Linked DNA regions of Sus scrofa: region 2 is linked to region 1. Evidence: chromatin contacts called from public Hi-C data. All regions are on one chromosome and are shown on one strand. The core of a region is the stretch at or near the end of the contact, and the rest is flanking DNA. Distances in the headings are between cores, read along the strand shown.

The links. A called contact is a pair of places that touch in the nucleus more often than the background predicts.
Region 2: a contact with region 1 is called in a Hi-C map of blood, with 2.2 times the contacts expected there. The contact joins the promoter of MARK2 here to the enhancer-like site in region 1. A contact is called at or near these places in 2 of 5 promoter capture datasets (both in liver), 21 of 47 Hi-C or Micro-C datasets (alveolar macrophages, blood, embryonic fibroblasts and 8 more) and 2 of 2 datasets of contacts at active chromatin or transcription factors (alveolar macrophages and skeletal muscle).

The regions. Positions count from the first base shown.
Region 1 is chr2:8,168,896-8,172,269 of Sscrofa11.1, forward strand. It overlaps MARK2 (serine/threonine-protein kinase MARK2), which reads right to left. Exons shown (of 18, transcript XM_021082895.1): 2 at 465-644; 3 at 189-242. Among named protein-coding and RNA genes, the nearest start is that of RCOR2, 24 kb to the left of the region's middle. Within about 2 kb of position 1,981, at least 1 of the 83 cell types and tissues checked has an H3K27ac peak or open chromatin away from gene starts, as enhancers often do.
Region 2 is chr2:8,214,282-8,217,645 of Sscrofa11.1, forward strand. MARK2 (serine/threonine-protein kinase MARK2) reads right to left here and starts at 1,686. Exons shown (of 18, transcript XM_021082895.1): 1 at 1,244-1,686. The coding sequence starts at 1,297.

The DNA of each region.
Region 1 (3,374 bases), core at 731-3,230:
ACCTTTGCGGGGCCAGGATGCAGGTTTGACCCCTGACCCAGGACAGTGAGTTAAAGGATTCAGCACTGCTGCAGCGGCAGGCAGCTCGGATCTGATCCCTGGCCCGGGAACTCCACATGCCGCGAGGCAGCCAAAAAACAAAAACAAAATTTTTAAAAAAGGGAGGGGAGGTACTACTGTGTGCTTACTTTCTGGAGGCTGGAGGAATTCAGCTGAGTCTTGTCAATGATCTTCACAGCTACCTGAACAAGAGACAGAAAGCCCAAAATTACCTCTCTGGGGACTCAAATCTACTTCCTCCTTTACATTCCCGCCTTCTTTTGGCCTCATCCCTCTTGGCACCCCTGTCTGTTCTGTTTCTGCCTAATAAACAAGACAGTGGCTGTGACAGTGGTCCCACCACTACCTGCTGGGCGGGTGTCAGAACGGGGAGATGCTGCCACGTCCCCAACCCAAGCGCTCACCTCTTTCCCGGTCAGGATGTGCCGAGCCAGCTTCACCTTGGCAAAGTTACCCTTGCCGATGGTCTTGAGGAGTCGATAGTTGCCAATGTGGGGCTGCTCGTCAGCAGAGGTGGCTGAGTTGCGGCCCCGCAGCATGTTGGACTTACTGCTGGGCTTGGAGTCGAGGTGTCCCAAGGTGGGCTGCAGGGTGGAAGCACACACACCTTTAAGCATGCTGCCCTTGCAGTTCCCCACACCCTTGCCTTTAGCTCTCTGCAAAGAAAAGTAAGAGGCTGGGCACAGGGGCAGATCCCAGGGGGCTGATGAGCACACAGAGAATGAGTCCTAAGGGGGCGGGGGGGAGAAAAGGCGCTGGGAAGCGAGTCCACCTTCACTCCAAAGGAGCACAGCCTCAGGTCCAGCATCAATATCCTGCGGGCACTGGAACGTAGGACCTGAGCTGTCCCAACACTGGCTCCACTGCCTGACAATACATCCACTGTCAATAAGCCAACGGTTTTTCCATCTCATGTGGGAGAGCATCGTCTATCATCCTCCCTGTTGCCTGTTCACATTTTGATAAGGTCACACATGTTGATACGTTGCAGAAGCAACATGATCAGAATTACTGCAAAGCACGCGTCATCACCCAATGCTTAACACTTCTCTTTATTATGTACCACTTTGTATGGATCTGTTGCTTATCTGGTAAGAATGGAAGTTCATGAAGGCAGGCATGTATCATTTAGTCACTGACACATCCCAGTACCTAGACAGACCAGATTATGCTAGATGCTCAATGCAGTGAGAAAGTTCAATGACAGGGTCTGAGCAAGGCCATAATCTGCCCTCCTCAGATACCCCATAGCTCAAGTAATTTGGGTGTGAGGAAGCAGAAATGACAACAATTGGCACCAAACACATACATAAACATAATACAAAAATAGTACAGGCCAGGAGTTCCCATGGTGGCTCAGTGGTTAACAAATCTGACTAGGAACCATGAGGCTGTAGGTTTGATCTCAGGCCTTGCTCAGTGGGTTAAGGATCCGGTGTTCCATTAACTGTGGTGTAGGTTGCAGACGCGGCTCGGATCCCATGTTGCTGTGGCTGTGGTGTAGGCTGGCAGCTACAGCTCCGATTGGACCCCTAGCCTGGGAATCTCCATATGCCGCGGGTGCGGCCCTAGAAAAAGACAAAAAGACAAAAAAAAAAAAAAAAAAAAAAAAAAAAAAAGGCACAGGCCAGATGAAAACACACATCTGTATGAAGACTTGTGCGGTCCTCAAAGGGCTGAACGTAGAGTTCTACACGATCCAGCAATTCCACTCCTAGCTACACACCCAAAAGCAACTCGTACACCAACTTACCCTCATAACACCCCACGTTCCTACAGCCCCGAAGTGAGAATGACACAGATGTCCATCAATGGATATACCAACTGTGGATGAAACAGCCACGGTTCTAATGAAATGCCGATGGTGGTGACGGATACACAGCTGTGAATTTACTCAAAGCCGCTAAACTGCACGCTTGAATGTGTCAACTGCACGGGATGTGACATGCATCTCCCTCCGGCTGTCAGGAGTCTGTCTAACTCTGGTCAGGACCCGATGTACCTCTTCCAGGGCAGCTGGTGCCATCGCCTCAGCACAGTGGGGATAAAGTGCTGTCAGCGCCTCATCCCGGAACCACCCTGAGCTGCCTTGGACCCTTCAAGGAGATGGTTTGGAGGGGAGCAGGGTGACCAGAGAAGTGTGACTCGAAGTTCTTTCTTTCACAGGCCTCTCTGGCTGTAAGTGAAACCCTCAAAAACCACAGAAAAAAACAAATGACTTGCTACCACCCAAGGAACTGTCCAGGGTTCCTTTGGCAAGAAGTGTGCTTCCCCAACTAGTTGCTTTTCAGCCCTAAGGGGTTGGAAATAGGGAAAACCCTCCTTCTGCCCCAACTCCCAAGAGAGCAAGATGGGTGGAAACGTTCCCTTGGCAACCTCTAATTCGCCTCCTAAGTTTCTCATCACTCCCCTCTTTTCTGAGCACAGGAGCCAAAGGCAGCAGAGGCTTGGCGGTCTCCAAGTTCTCAAATGAGGAATGAGGATTCCGTGTCCACCTAAGGACTGGGGCCCTTTGCCCTCTGAAGCCAAATCGGGGAATCCCACTGCCTATCCTGAGCTCTGCCCATCCCTTCCCATGTTTCCAGCCCCAAGGGACGCTCTGTGTGGCAGAGCAGGACAGCACCCCCTCCTCGAGCTGCACAGTGAACTTCAAGGAACAGCGACAACCCTCCTCCTTCCGAGGACAAAGAGGTGTGGTTTAAAAGCATAGATGCCGAGACAAACTGCCAGCGCTCAAAGCTCGAAACTGCCACTTACTCAATAATGTTAATTTTATTATCGACCTCCTCCTAAGCAGGAGATGAAATTATTACAAAGGGAGGAGTAAATCATCTAAGATGACCGTTGTGAGACAATCCCACACACGGAGCCGGGAGAGGGTCTAGTGGGCGCGGAGGAGCTCCAGGCACCAGGACTTGCCCGCTCCTGGCTCTTCCACTTACTAGTGCTAGTTTCCTTATCTGTAAAGCGGCAAAGAAACATTCCCTCTTTCACGCTACTTAGGTGACAGGACGCACGCACAATGCCTTATCCAATGCTCAATAAAGAAAACCATGACGGCCATTAAGTTTAGTTCCTAAATACTCTAAAGCCTGTCCTCGAAGCAAGACGTCTCATTGTCAACGAGACTTCCGCATCCAGGTCAAGCCCTCCTAAGCCAGCTGCAGCCCAGCTGGAGGCTGACAAGAGATACTAGGGACCCTCCCGGCTGGGAGCCCCAGCACCTTCAGCCTTCACAGGAGGGGACTCCACAGGGCAGCCATGAAGGGCTGGTTTCAAGCCTGGTGTCCAGGACAGTCAAGTGACGGTTCTGC
Region 2 (3,364 bases), core at 436-2,935, 45 kb after region 1:
GAGTGTGAGGCTCAAGAAACCAGCATGCAAAATACCCGGCCCCAGAGTTACAAAGACTAGCCAATCACAAGGGGGTGGGTAGGAGCACATGCAGGGAAAATAAGGATGAGGCGAAAAAGGCAGGAGACTAATATGGAGATGAAAGGCAATCCTGAGCAAGAGCTACAGTAAGGAAGACAGGGTGGGGGTAGAGAAACCGGAAGGCAACAAGCAAGGGGGGAGATACTATGGAGAGGGCCAGAGGCAGGAGTGGAGACAAGGAAGCGTCACGGTCTGCGTCGCGGTCTAAGGACAAAAAGGGAAGGACGGTGATGCAGCGGGGCCGGGAAAGATCTGAGCAACAGGTTGCGGTTAATGGAGTGGGGCTGAAATAATGTCTTCCCCTCGGCAGGAAGAGCTCAGGGAGCAGACTGGTAAAGTGCTCACAGTGAGAAACAGGAGACCGGGGCACCCCAGAGGAAGAGATCGTGACCAATCCAAAGGCTCTGACGGGGGTGAAGACTGGAACCCCCAAGACAACCTGTGGGAAAACTATGCGCATGACAGCTGGATGGGAAACACGGAAGCAACAAATGCCAGCGCGAGGCACCAGGGAGCTCCTGGAGAAGAGAAGGGAAAGTGATGAGCCAAGAGTAGGCGAACGATTTGGAAAGGTGATGAGGGTGGAGCTGGTGGGTTGCAAGCAAGACGGCGAGCACAATGTGGAGAAGCAAGAGGCAGCATAAAACGCTAGGGAACTGGAAGAGGATAGGGACTGAGAACACACTCCAGGGCAAGGCCCCCGAGGGTGGGAACCGGGACTGGGAGAACCGGTGCGGGCGGAGGGGACGCAAGGCTGGAGGGATGGAGGAAGAGGTGGACAACGATCTGGGGCAAATCGCAGGGTGCTACTGGGGGAGCAGGAGGGTGGCTGCTTTAAGCGTGGGTGGAGGAAGACCAGAAAGGCCCCTGAGAGAAAAAGGGAAGAGAAGAGGAAGCTGGGGAGGTAACACGGAAGAGCGCAGGAGGGCGGTGAGGGGAGACGGGGGGGTCGGCAGAAAGACAAGTGTGCAGCTTGGAGTCTGGACGAGGTGGGTCCCAGGACAGGACTCGGAAGGGGGATGTGCGGTGCCAGGAGCCAGATGACAGGGCAGCCGAGGCTTACAGAACGGCAGCAGGGGCACGAGGAGAACTGAGGAGGGAGGAGGCTCTGCAAGGTGCAGGGGCCCAGCCAGAGAATTCGGGGAGCCTTCAGGCTCCTTACCTGCTCGGTGTCCCTCTCGTTCAGCGTGGGTAGGGGGGTCCGGGCGCTGGACATGGCGCCGGTATCTCGGGGGAGGGAACCGAGAAGCTTGGAGGAAGGGAGGGAAGGGAAGGCGCGGAGCCCGGCCGGGCGGGGCTTCTCACAGCAGGGGCACCCGCCGCATGGGCCCCGGCCGGGGGTGCGGGGAGGCCGGGCTGCCGCTCACGCCAGCCCGGGGATGCGCCGCTCGGGCTAGGCCGCGCCGGCTCCGAGCGGCTCCGGACCGCACCCCCCCGACCCCCGGCTGGGCTGTGCCGCCTTTCGGCCGGGCCGCGCCGCTCCGCCTACTCTCTGCCGCCGCAGCCGGCCGCCTGCCTCGCTCCTCCCCTGCCCTCAGCGGCACTGCTCCGCGCCCGGCACCCAGGCAGCCGCCGCCGGACCTGCTGCTCCCAACATGGCCGCCACCACCGCCGGCCCTCGGCTCTTTCCGCCGGCAGCAGCCGGAAACATCCGAAGCGGCTTGAAACGGGAGGGGGGCGCGCCTTCTCCTCCCGGCCACGGACTACGGGTGAATTCCGGAAACACCCGAAGAAGGTAGCCCCGGGGACGCGCGCACCTCCTCGATTCCGAAGATCAAGCTTCGGCTCTGTTTACGGAAATCCACGAAGCCTCCCCGGGTACTCCAGCGATGCCCACAGGCTTTTCCCCGCCCACTTCGCGGGCTCTCGGCTGTTTCCGGAAACACCCGAAGCTGCTCCTCGTGCCGTGAGCCGGCCACGCCCCCATCCCGCCCAGCAGCCGACGGCGGTCGTCGGCCATTTCCGGCAACACCCGAGATCGGGCGAGCTTCGGGTCATTCCCTCGGGTGGTACCCAGATTCTGACTCTTCGTTTCTTTCCGTCAGTTTCCGGGTATTTTCAAACCTTGAACAGGGAGTGTGGATCCCCTGTGCGTGTTACTATTTGACTAAATAGAAAACGAAGCTGTTAGCTATTGGCATCCTTTGGTTCTAAAGTCAGCCCATAAATTCCATTTCATTTCTCATCCAGTTTATCTATCAACATGTGTGTCATCTGTCAGATGCAGCGTTAGTCTGCTACCTGTCTACCTACCGTTCATCACCTGCTATTGTCTATCGTGGCTTCTATTTATCTATCCATGCATCCCACATCTAGTCCACAGGGCTCCTCAAGGTCTCAGGCAAGCACTAGGTCAACGTCCTTGGCTTCCAATGCCAGAGGCTGCAGAGGTCCCCCCAGCCCTGGCATTCCACCCCCAGCTCTGCACAGTGAAAATGCTGTGTGATCTTGGAAAAACACATAACATCTCTATGTTTAGACTCCTCAATGTCCCTATCTTGAAAGAATCCATGCCTTTGTTCCAGTGATGACATTCTAAATAACATCTTTGAATTTCAGTTGCCTTTTTTTTCCTTCAGAAAAAAAAAAAAAGTCTTTTAATTGTTCAAAATAGCACAAAATGACATCGCTCTATGGCAATATTGAGTCACACCAGTTCCCTTTTTAAATACCCCTGTGAGGTAGGGCAGGAGAGACATTCTCGTCTTAATACACATTTCAGTTATCCCTTCTAAGGAAATTCATGGGAAAGAAAAGAGCAACTGGCTGAAAATGAAGATTCCTTAGGATGGCCCAAAGAATGAGCACCTGGAAAAATCCCTTTCCTTCCCTGGGTCTCAGCTTCCCTATCAGTAAATTGAGACCACCAGATTCATGAGCTCTGGGGTCCCTCTCATCTCTGCAGGGCCCCTATCTTTAACAGGAAGTCCATGTGCCAACCTGAGTCCTCTCTTCAACTACCCCGTAGACTGTCTCACCAGGGAGAGGCAGTAGGCTGACTGATCTGATTCCCCTGGTTCTAAGTGGCCCCCACTCATCATGCCCTAGTCATTTTAGAAAACCATCCCCCCAAACTCACCCTAAGATAGGCAGAAGCGAGAATCCCCACAAGAGCCAGAGACCAAGGTCGAGCAACAAGTCAACAGGAGTTCCCTGGTGGTGCAGTGGGTTAAGGACCTGGCATTGTCACCACCATGGCTTGGGTTGCTGCTGTGGCCTGTGAGTTCAGTTCCTGGCCTGGAAACTTCCACATGCCATCGGTGTGGCAAAAACAAAAAACAAA